Linked DNA regions of Danio rerio: region 2 is linked to region 1. The links are chromatin contacts, called in public Hi-C maps. All regions are on one chromosome and are shown on one strand. The core of a region is the stretch at or near the end of the contact, and the rest is flanking DNA. Distances in the headings are between cores, read along the strand shown.

Evidence for each region. Hi-C and Micro-C count contacts between places; a contact is called where the count stands out from the background.
Region 2: a contact with region 1 is called in a Hi-C map of an unstated tissue, with 2.9 times the contacts expected there. The contact joins the promoter of tfpi2 here to the promoter of vps50 in region 1. A contact is called at or near these places in 3 of 18 Hi-C or Micro-C datasets (caudal fin, hematopoietic stem cells and an unstated tissue).

What each region holds. Positions count from the first base shown.
Region 1 is chr19:43,005,186-43,011,018 of GRCz12tu, forward strand. It overlaps vps50 (VPS50 subunit of EARP/GARPII complex), which reads left to right and starts at 3,674. Exons shown (of 29, transcript XR_012395230.1): 1 at 3,674-3,823.
Region 2 is chr19:43,482,215-43,488,047 of GRCz12tu, forward strand. tfpi2 (tissue factor pathway inhibitor 2) reads right to left here and starts at 2,295. Exons shown (of 5, transcript NM_001040096.2): 1 at 2,156-2,295; 2 at 1,862-2,032; 3 at 372-551. The coding sequence starts at 2,237. It overlaps gngt1 (guanine nucleotide binding protein (G protein), gamma transducing activity polypeptide 1), which reads left to right and starts at 4,001. Exons shown (of 3, transcript NM_199967.1): 1 at 4,001-4,024; 2 at 4,118-4,216. The coding sequence starts at 4,121.

The DNA.
Region 1 (5,833 bases), core at 2,424-4,923:
TCATTACCAACGAGATTTAAATAGATACTGTACTTTAAATAGCATTGTTCTAAACCCCAGTAATATTTACAATAAATTACTAGTTTATAAGTAGGCTACAAAACCAAGATTTTATAAGTGGTCTCTTAATTTTCTTAATTGAGAAAGACTTTTGTATGTACAGGCCTATATATCGCAGCGGGAACCTTGATGTCAAGGTGACATTGCCCTCTATGTGGATAGCCATCCCTTTCTTACTAACCTGCAGATGGTGCAGAATGACAGGAACATGCAAACCAGAACGCATTATATCCATACTGGCTTTTGGTCACCGTCTTTCTGTTCATTTTAGGATACATTTTAGTTTAAATCCCCTAATCGACTACCTTTCTGCGTTAATTCACTTACACTCCATCAAGGGCACTTATGCTGTTTCACACACAAGGCTGAAATCAAGGGGGGACCTTGCCTTTGCAGTTGCCCCTAAACTTTAGAAAAAATTGCCTCTCCATGTTAGGAAGGCTAACCTTTCTGTTTTTAAATATCTTTAAAAAATTTCTTTGGCTTTAAATAAACATATGAGTCTTATCTGTTGTATCATTTGTTTTAGATGTGGAATGTGTGTTTTTAAAAAGCACTTATAAACATTGACTTTGACATTTAGCAGGACGTCAAAAACGTCAAAAATGCAAATCGATTTGATGTCAAAACATTGACATCAATTTGACGTCCATTCATTGATGTAATTTGGACCAGCAAAATGACAACACAAAAAGAAAAGAAAATTTTTATTCATCTTTTAGCTTCAGTTACAAATTGACAAGAGCTTTTGTATCAGTGCATGTAAGATTCCTTGATGTAAAAGCGACGTCAACTCGAAAATCTGGTCCTGTTATAAATTTTAGACGCGATCGTTAGATGTCAATTTAATGTCGTTTGACATAGTCAATACACAAATTAGCATTTTTGTACTTCTGGAATCAGCCGGGAGGTTTATAATGTGACTGTATGTGTGTTTATTTCCAGTGTTTCACAGGAAAAGCATGGGTATGTGATCAGCAGCTGCTTAGCCTCTCCCTCATTTGACAGTGAAATGAGCAGCGAGAACAGCGGCGCTTTATTGACGACAAACACAAACTAGCTCTCTGTCGAATCACTTCAGCATGAACAGGCAGTTGGAAACACTCTCAAACTCCTACGCTGAAGTTTTTTTTGGCAGATAGCAGGAATAGGCTATTTGTTGTAAACTCTCTTTGACGCAAAAAAAACTAAACAAAGAGTTTGTATACTTTCTAAGAATGGGGTGAATGTTTGCTGCCTGCCGTGTGTGTTTAGCCTAACAGTTAGCTAACAACCAAATTATTTTAGTTTAGCAGGGGATCCTATGTGGAAAACCCACATGAAAAAATATAACGTTAGGCTAGTAACTAGTGGTTTATAAATAGTGTTTTAAACTAGGCGAATACTGGTATAGTTGCTGTAATACAACTCATTCCCTTTCTGTTTTTAAATCGTCTTAAAATCATTTTTACGCTTTGGCTTTAAATACCAATGAAAGATCTGTTGTATTTGTCTTTTGTTTTAGATGTGCGTAGAGCACTTTGGTAAGCACTTGTTGTTTTTAAAAAGTGCTTTATTCATTAATTATCTTATTATATCGTGTTCGTTCAGTTTCTTTACAGCTATAGTCCCTTTATTAATCAGGGGTCGCTACAGCAGAATGAACCACCAACTTATCCAGTTTTACACCTCGAACAAGCAGCCTTCTTGCTGTGAGGTTGTGCTACCATATAACAAATGACTCAATGCTGTAGTGTTTTTTTAACTACATTGTATTACAATACACCATGTCTACTGTATAAAACACTAAAGTATACTACAGTATTTATTATTATCATACTATATTTCATTGTACGCTATGATGTAGGAACCACACAAAGTTGTAGATACTAATGTATTCAGTATAATACATTTTACTGTTTACATTAAATTATTGTAGTATTTTTTTCATGTGGGAAGACAAGAGACATGTGAAAGCTTTTTTGTTTAATTGTCGCATAAGGGTGGAGAGGCAAATTATGGAAATTTCTAATAAGTGTTTCTACCAGGGTATTTACACCAGATTATACAAATATAACTGCTCAAGGCATGCCAGCTTTTTAATTTAGCTTTAAACATAAAAGTGGAGTTTAGTCATGTGAACTATAGTTTTGTCTCAGGCGACACACACACACACACACACACGCACGCACACACACACACACAGTTGTATGGCTATATTTGTGGGGACTTCCCATGGATGTAATGATTTTATACTGTATTTAATACCTATTTTCCTACCCCTAAACCCAGTCCATTATTACATTGCACATGTTTTACATTATTCAAAATAGCTTATAATTGATTGTTTATTTCCTCACAAGTGCCAAAAAATGTCACTAAAAGGTCAACATTTACTGTTATTGCTTTACTTACATACACTCACACATGCACAATTGTACAGACATCTTTATGGCAACTTGCCTTAGAAGTAAAGATTTTTATACTGTAAATTATATCCTCCTACTCTTAAACCCAAGCCATTTTTACATTATTTAAAATAGCTCATTATTTATTATTTATTTCTTCAGAAGGATCAAAAAATGTCACTAAAAGGTCAACATTGACTGTTATTGCTTTACTTGTGAACACACATGCACAGTTGTACAACTATCTTTATCGGGACTTCTTTTGGAAGTAGGGATTTTATACTGTATGAATCCTTGGGTAACACGGTGGCTCAGTGGTTATGTCCCGGGTTCAAGTCCTGGCTGGGTCAGTTGGCATTTCTGTGTGGAGTTTGCATGTTCTACCTGTTGGTGTGTTCTCTTCTGTGCTCCGGTTTCCTCCACAGTCCAAACACGTGTGCTATAGGTGAATTGAATATGCTAAATTGGCCGTAGTATGAGTGTGTGTTCATGTGAAAGTGGGTTGCAGTTGGAAGGGCATCCACAACATATGCTGGATAAGTTGACAGTTCATTCAGCTGTGGCGACCCCTGTTGAATAAAGGAACTAAGCTGAAGGAAATTGAATGAATGAATATATCCTCCTACCCTTAAACCCAAGACATTTTTAAAAAATAGCTTTTTTTCTCTCTCGCAAGTACAAAAAATGTCCCTTAAAGGTCCATATTTACTGTTAGCTTCACACACACACACACACACACACACACACACACACACACACACACACACACACACACACACACACACACACACACACACGGTGAAATAAAGCAAAGGCTCAAAATTACAACAAAGAAATATGAAGTAAAAAGTCAAAATGTGCTTTTACTAACTCATAATTATTAGATAAACGTTGGAATTCTGACTTAAAAACCTTATTATTGTATACTAGTTGAAGTAGAAAACTCAATTATAATTAAAAAGTAATTAAAAGCATAATTATTAGCCTACAAAAGCATAACATGATGTCATTTTTAACCTGTAGTCTAACTTTAACATTTATACTAATGACTTCAATATGGTGGTTCATTCCGCTGTGGAACCTCTAATAAATATGGCACGAAGCCAAAGGAAGATAAATGATTGAATGAATTTCCATATCACAATTGTTTAACATTTACCAAAAGCATTATGTTTTAGTACGCTTGTCTGACAAAGAACTACAAATCCCACGTTGCACTGCTCGGCTGTCACGTGAGCGCAACAGTGAACATGGCACCTGTCTAGCACTGCAGGAATCGCCTTTTGACAGAAAAGCATCACAGAAAACATCGCGTTTTACTGTTTAGTGTCCTCGACTGTTCGATGCAGAAAATCAAGTCTCTGATGGCCCGTCAGGTGAGTTATTTCTCATTTTAAATCAGTCTGTTGCTGGATTTCATTGCCGAATCCGGAAGCATCATTAAGCTAACTTGCTAGCTAAAATACAAATAAACAGAAAAAGAGCCTATATGTTCTAGAGATCTGCACATTTAATAATAGTATTAGTCCACTTGCAAAATGTCCATTTGGGGACATAACCAAAATAAGTCAATTGATAAATGAAGGGTTTATTGTAAGCTCCTGAATAGCAAGTTGAGACATTTAGAGCTTATACTGCTCAGAATTACTTTAAAATGAAATCATTTAATTATTAAATCAGAATTATTTGTTAAGACGAGAAACGAATGGTGTCGTCAAGTATTATTTTGGCATTGTCAATATGGTGCCTGCATTGTCAGATGTGTTTGTGCTCATCTTTTTTGGTATTGCTCAATGAATTAATTACACAATGTTTTTTGAGGTGTTGACTTCTCAAATGGTTTGATCGTCAATTTGTAAATGTTTTCGGCTTAGTGCTTCTTATTAATCAGGGGTTGCCACAACAGAATGAACCGCCAACTTATCCAGCATATGTTTTGCGCAGTGGATGCCCTTCCAGCTGCAATCCATCACTGGGAAACACCCATACACTCTCATTCACATACATACACTACAGACAATTTAGCTTACCCAATTCACCTGTACCGCATGTCTTTGGACAGTGGGGGAAACCGGAGCACCCAGTGGAAACCCACGCGAACGCAGGGAAAACATGCAAACTATACTTAGAAACGCCAACTGACCCAGCCAAGGCTCGAACCAGCGACGTTCTTGCTGTGAGGCGACAGCACTACCTACTACGCCACTGCGTCGCCTAATGCCAATATAGTTTGCCCAATTCACCTATAGCGTATGTCTTTGGAGTTGTGGGGGAAACCGGAGCACCTGGAGGAAACCCATGCCAACATGGGGAGAACATGCAAACTCCACACAGAAATGGCAACTGACCCAGGTGAGGCTCGAACCAGTGACCTTCTTGCTGTGAGGTGACATCGCTGCCCACCACGGGCAAGAACTACATTGAATCTTAAATAAGTATTATAGAAAAAAATGTAAATATGAAACAAGAGAAGCTAATTTTGTTTTAATTATTTGACATGTTTTTGTAATATAAAAATTTCAAACTTTATAATGGTTCCTCTGAGGATAGTATGAAATCTTGTTTGGACTACAGATTACAAACAAACAAACAAACAAACTAACAAACTAAATAAATAAATAAATAAATAAATAAAAATAAAGGTAATTATTTGCAATTTTTTTAAAAGTTTTTTTAAATTAAGATATCCATTGCATTGCATTGCACAGCATTACATCAAATATTACAACATCTCTAGTTTTATTTATTTATTTATTTATTTTGCAAAAAAGATTTCAACAAATTAAATAACACACAGACACACACACACAAAAAATAAAAATAAAATAAAAAAATTGTATAGACCCAGAATACACTTTTCAAAAAAATAAAATAAATAAATAAATAAAAATAAAAACACAAAACGTCTATTAACCCCTAAAACCCACCCCACGGCTGGGACTAAAGCTTATGCAGTACTGTGACCTTCACCATCTGGGTTTTTAACCTACTCTTCCAGGATAGAGGAGATCAAATCTTGTCAAATTTTTTCAATTTCTTTGCCATAAGAAATTCGATTCTTTCCAAATGTGCTAATTTAGGTAATTCTTCCAGCCAGGATTTAAATGATGGGGATTCTGTTGATTTCCAAAACCTTAGCACCAGCTTCTTTGCCACAATAAGACTGTAAGACAGTCGTTGTTTTTGAGAATCCTGGAGTGATCTAGTTTTGTCTGAAATTCCGAATATGACCAAAAGTGGGTCGAAAACTAATTCACAATGTAAAATTTTAGATAGAGTTTTAAATATTTCAGCCCAGAATGGGATCAATTTAGAACACAGAGCATAACTATGTAAGGGAGAAGAGAGAGGTAATTGCAGAAGAGAGAGGTAATTGCGACTTTTTA
Region 2 (5,833 bases), core at 1,045-3,544, 480 kb after region 1:
GTTTCTCATTAATGGGTTGTGGTTGGATAAGTTGGCGGTTCATTACGCTGTGGCAACTCCAGATTAATAAAGAGACTGAATAAATGAATGAATGAAAGAATGTTGGGTCAAATGTGCAAAAAAAGTGTCATTTAAATCTAAGAAGTGTTTAAAAGTGTCATTTAAATCTAATTTAAAAAGTTAGCTTGGATTTTTCCATCTTTTGACCCAACATTGGGTTACAACAACCCAGCATTTTTTAGAGCGTGGCATTCTTCAAAACATCTTCTTTTGTTTTCAAACTCATAAAGGTTTGGAACCACTTGAGGAAAAGCAAATAGTGAGTAAATTTAAATGGGTCAACTATGTCTTTAAATGAGAAACACACTTACTTTTCGGAGGTTTGCAATATTCTATGCATTCCTCTGGGTTTCGAAAATTGTTCTCATTCCCTTGGCAGCCACCATAAGTGAATGGTTCACACTGCATGGAGGTCATATTGAAGAAATAACGGCTGAAGAGGCCACGGCAGGGCCCCTCTTTCTTTTGAAAACGACAGATCTGGGGGATTTCTGGAACAAAACACAAGTCAGAGTGAGCATTTCAGAAGATTACTCACGAGCTCAAGAGTAAACAGAATGACTATGACCATTTTTTTTTTACCGTGAACTTAAGAAATAAGGTTTAATGGTGATATGAGATCTACATTATTTTCTATTTCGTTAAAAACCTATAAATCTTTCTAAAAGTAATTCAAGCCAATAAAAAGGTTATTTTAGGAACTGATAACTAAAAGGTTCTTTGGAGAACCAACAATTTGTTTTGATAAACCAAATGTGACTATGGACCAAAAAACAGTCATAACGGTGCATTTTAATTTACAGTATTTATTTAAAAATCTGTAATCTCAGAGTAAAAAAAATACATAAATATTGAGAATATCACCTTAAAAGTTCAAATTATGTTCAAATTAAGAAAAAAGAAATATAACTAATATATACATTTTTAAAAATCACGTAAACTCCAAATAAGTTCTTAGCTATGCATAATACCAATCAAAAAAATACTTTGGATTTATTAATTTACTTACTTTATTTATAAAGCACAATACAACAGTATTGTAAAAAAAAATTAATGTAATAAAAAACATAGAACACATAAAACCTTGAATTGAATTGAATTGAATTTAGAGAAAAATCAGGCGCACAACCTTCTTTAATAAAAAAGTTATACACTAAATTTATAATTATTAGAATTAATATGCATAATTTCTAAATAACTAAAAATATATATTTATTATATACCTTAGAATTTAATAAAGCGTTATTTATTATATCTTTTTAAGTAAAGTATTGTACCTTATAATGTCATGAAGTAATTCTCAATATCTGTTTTTCTTGAGCACATACAACTGTCTTGATAAATAATAAATGCTTTTTCTTTTGTTAAAGCATTGATCTGCTAAATAATCATTACTACTTCTCTAAACGGATTACTTCTAACTGGATTTACATTTAACTGCTTAATTTATTTAAGGCAAGCAATCAAGTAAAGTCCAAATGAAGTTCTTAATACTAATCAAAAATTAACTTTTAATATATTTGTTTATTTACATAACACAATACAACAGTATTGTAAAGTAATTAATGAAATAAAAAAACAACATACAACACACAAAACATTGAACATAGAGGGAAAATTTGGCTCACAACTAAGTTGTTATAGGCCTTATATCTAAAATATGGTAGGAAAGTTAAAATTCTAATGATTTTGGTCATAAAATTTTGACTGTATTTTTAACTATTCCCACAAATATAGTCAACATGGTTGTTTACTGCATTTTTGGTGATTTGACAGCATTTGTACTTGAAAATGAACGTACTTGGTATCCTGAAGCATGTTTTCTGACATTCCACGAAAGACCTGAAGTTGTTTTGGTTTCCTCCACAGCCGCTGTAGCTGAACTCTTCACACTGCTGGCTGATTGTATTGTAGTAAAACCGCTGAATGTCGTCATTACACGTCCCTTCTTCAATTTGCAACAGACAAACTTCTGTGAGCGAATAAAAAAAATCGCATTAAAAATATTAAAAGCCAAATTTGCGTATCAGCATTGAACAGAACCGCTCGTTTCGCCCAGTTTCACAACTTTGGAACTGCTCAATGTTATCTTTACCTTTAGGTTGTAACGTCAGTCCGACGGCGCTTTCTAGCACAGAAATGAAAAGCAACAGAGCTCCGAGTAAATCACACGCCATTGTGATGGACTTGGGGTCGTGAGATCGCGTGTAAGTCTGATATGTTAATGTTATGTTGCTCGCCTGATATGACTTGACTTCTCACACAATCATGGGCTTATAAAAGGAGATTCTGCCAGGGGTGGAATTGAAAGGGCGGGCTGAACTTAGTCATTTCCATCACAATTACACCCAGGACTACAGCAAACTACGTCTATTCCCATTCCCAAAGGAGGAAATAAATAATTACGGCATATTTCAGAGATATTTCAATGGCAGATTCATATTAGTCTTTTACATATTATTATTAAAATATACATAGTTTTTATGTAGGCTATTTGTGTATACAATACAATATATAAAAGTACAACAATTTAAGTTACCTCTTTTAATATAGTATTACAATTTTAATTATATAGTATTATTACTATTATTCTTTTAATATGTTGATACATTTCATATATATATATATATATATATATATATATATATATATATATATATATATATATATATATATATATATATATATATATATATATATATATATATATATAAATGTACCAATATAATAAAATAATAATAGTAACTATAATAATACTATATAATTAAAATTATATCATTTATTCATTTTCTTTTCGGCTTAGTCCCTTTTTTAATCTGGGGTTGCCACAGCAGAATAAACTACTAATTTATCCAGCATATGTTTTACGTAGCAGATGCCCTTCCAGCTGTAATCCATCACTGGGAAACACCCATAGACTCCTATTCACACACATAAACTATTATACACACTATATATAAGACATAATATATAACCAACCAAATAAAAGTAGAATTATCATAATCATTATTATTTTATAATAATAACGACAAATTAAACAATATATACCATAAAATACTATAATATGTCTAAACATAATATAATAAAATATAAATATAACTAAATATAATTATTATTGTAATTAAATATCTTCTATAAATGTGACAACGATAATAGTAGCATATAATAAAATTATTATTTTGTGATAAATATATTAATAATATTAAAATAAATAAATGATGATACATAATATTGTAGACTGATTACAATCCAGTACTAAAAATAAATTAATAACAAAGCCAAAAAAATAAAATAAAAACAAATTTAAAAATAAATCATTTTAAGTTTAAAATTGGTTTAAAAATTATTTATGTAGAAATAAACGAATACAATTTAAATTAAAACTTTTTTAAATAAAAGAAACCTTTTTCAAGTTGATGAACTTAATTTTATATACATTATTTAACAATAAAATAAAATACAGAAATTAAATGAGTAAATAATAAATATTTTTATAATATAATATAATATGATATAATATATGTTTTAATGTAGCGCATAATATAACATTTTGTGAAAGAACACATGTCATATCTTGTATGATCATGTATTATCTAATGTGACAGGTTAAGGGTAACATGGATTAGCATGCTCATCACAGTAGCCTGTAATACTTTCTATGTCCCCTTGACCTACATTGCAATCCATCGCTCATTAGCAGAAAACCTTTCATGCCAATTTGATTATCTTTAGGATATAATTGAGTTGTACAAGTATGCATTTCATTTGCCGAATGTATTTTAATCCACAATAATAGTTAACCACAAAGAAAAAAAGAAGACTATAGAAAGGTAAAATAAGAGTACTTGTTTTAATGAGATTAAGAGATTGCAATGTTTATGCAGATTACTTTATAAACCGGATTGAGAGAGATGTGCAGAATCTCTGTCCATTTTCCAGAGTGGAGACCTCATCGTAAGCAGCAGTAAGTTTGCTTATTTCCAGTATATTGAATATCAAATATAATCCATTCATTCAACACAACATGTAAATGATATGATTGTTTGATTTCATGCAGAAAATGCCGATCATAGATGTAGAAAATATGACTGACCTGGATAAGGCGAAGATGGAAGTAACCCAGCTCAAAACTGAGGTGAAGCTAGAAAGGGCGAAGGTAAGCAATTGTGTTATGGGCAGGGTTGGATAACTTACTTCAAAAAAGCAATCCAATACTAATTACATCATTACAATAGTATTTAGATTACTTTTCTAATAACTTTGTGTGAAAAGTTACTCAATAAGTAATTCAATGAATTTATGCATTAATAAAACATTCACATAAATTTTACAATAGAAATTATATCTTAATTTGTTCAATTTGAGTCAAACAGAAACTTTTATTTTTATTTAAAGAGAAAAAAACACTTAAAATGTACATATCTATAAAAACATTTTATATTAAAGACACCATATTTCATACATAGCATTATTTGACACATTTCTTAAGCATATACAACTGTTGGACAAATCTAACCTTCTTTAATTGAAAAAACTATATATTAGATTTATAATTGAAGACTTCAGATGCAAAAACCTCTAAAAGCCATTTGATGTTTTCCTATAAATTTAGTATTTTTCTCAGACTCTTGTGTGTTGGCTCAGTAGTTTTACACTTATAGTGACTTTTCATAGCCTTTCAAGTGAAATAACTGAACTTAAACATAGGAGGTTGAGATAAATTCTTATATTAGGAGAACATTTCAGACCGCAGTTAGAGGTTTTTGCACTCTTCAATTATTAGAGTTAATATGCATAATATCTGAATAATTAAATTAGATGTTTTTATTATATATCTTTATAATTTAATAAATTATTATGTAATATAATATTAATTTAGGTTTTATACCTTATGATGTCATGAATTAATTCTCAATATTTTTTTTTCTTAAGCACACACTGAAAAAGCCTCATTAGAACAGCTTAAATAAATGACTTCAGCTTCTTACATCTAAAAGAATGTAGTTATGTAGAATAAGTTTTTCCAACTTATTTATTACTGAAAAACATAATGAATTAAGTGGAAACTAATTAATTCATCTAGATTTAACAAACTGAAGTCATTTCTGAAGTAGTTTTCACTTTTTACAGTGCATGCAATTGTCTTGATCTCTACTTCTCTGAATAGATTTATACAGAATGGTAGAGAATGGTAGAATTTAAGGCAAGTATATTATATGTAAATGTAATTAAATTACCTTAAAAGTAAAAAGTAATCACTTAAAATATTTTTTTTCAGTGGGAAAGTAATTTAATTACAGTAACTAGTTATTTTGTTAATAAATCGAACAGACAAAACATATATTTATATACTTCATATACACCAAACAAACACTGATCATTCATTAAAAAAAAAAATGCTGGGTTCCACACAATAACTTCATGTTGTCCCAACACAAATCGACAAGTTAATTTCATTGTTTTGTTTAGTTTTTTTTACAAATTTAAGTGGAATGAACATAAACAATTAAGTTGTTCGGAAAAAAACCTTAAGAATTAAGTTGTTTCAACTCATCTTAACTAAGTAGTTTGAGCAAGCAAGTTTTTTTAGTAATGGCAAACAGTACTGTTGGAAATGCTCTATGTTTTGCCACTTCAATGCGATATAAACACTAGCTGTCAAAATTTTGGGTGAGGTTTTATTTTATGTATTTTTTTTTTAAATAAAATTTTTCTGTTAATCAAGGAGGCATTTGTTAATTTTTTAAAATAACTGATTTCTTAGTTTCAAATC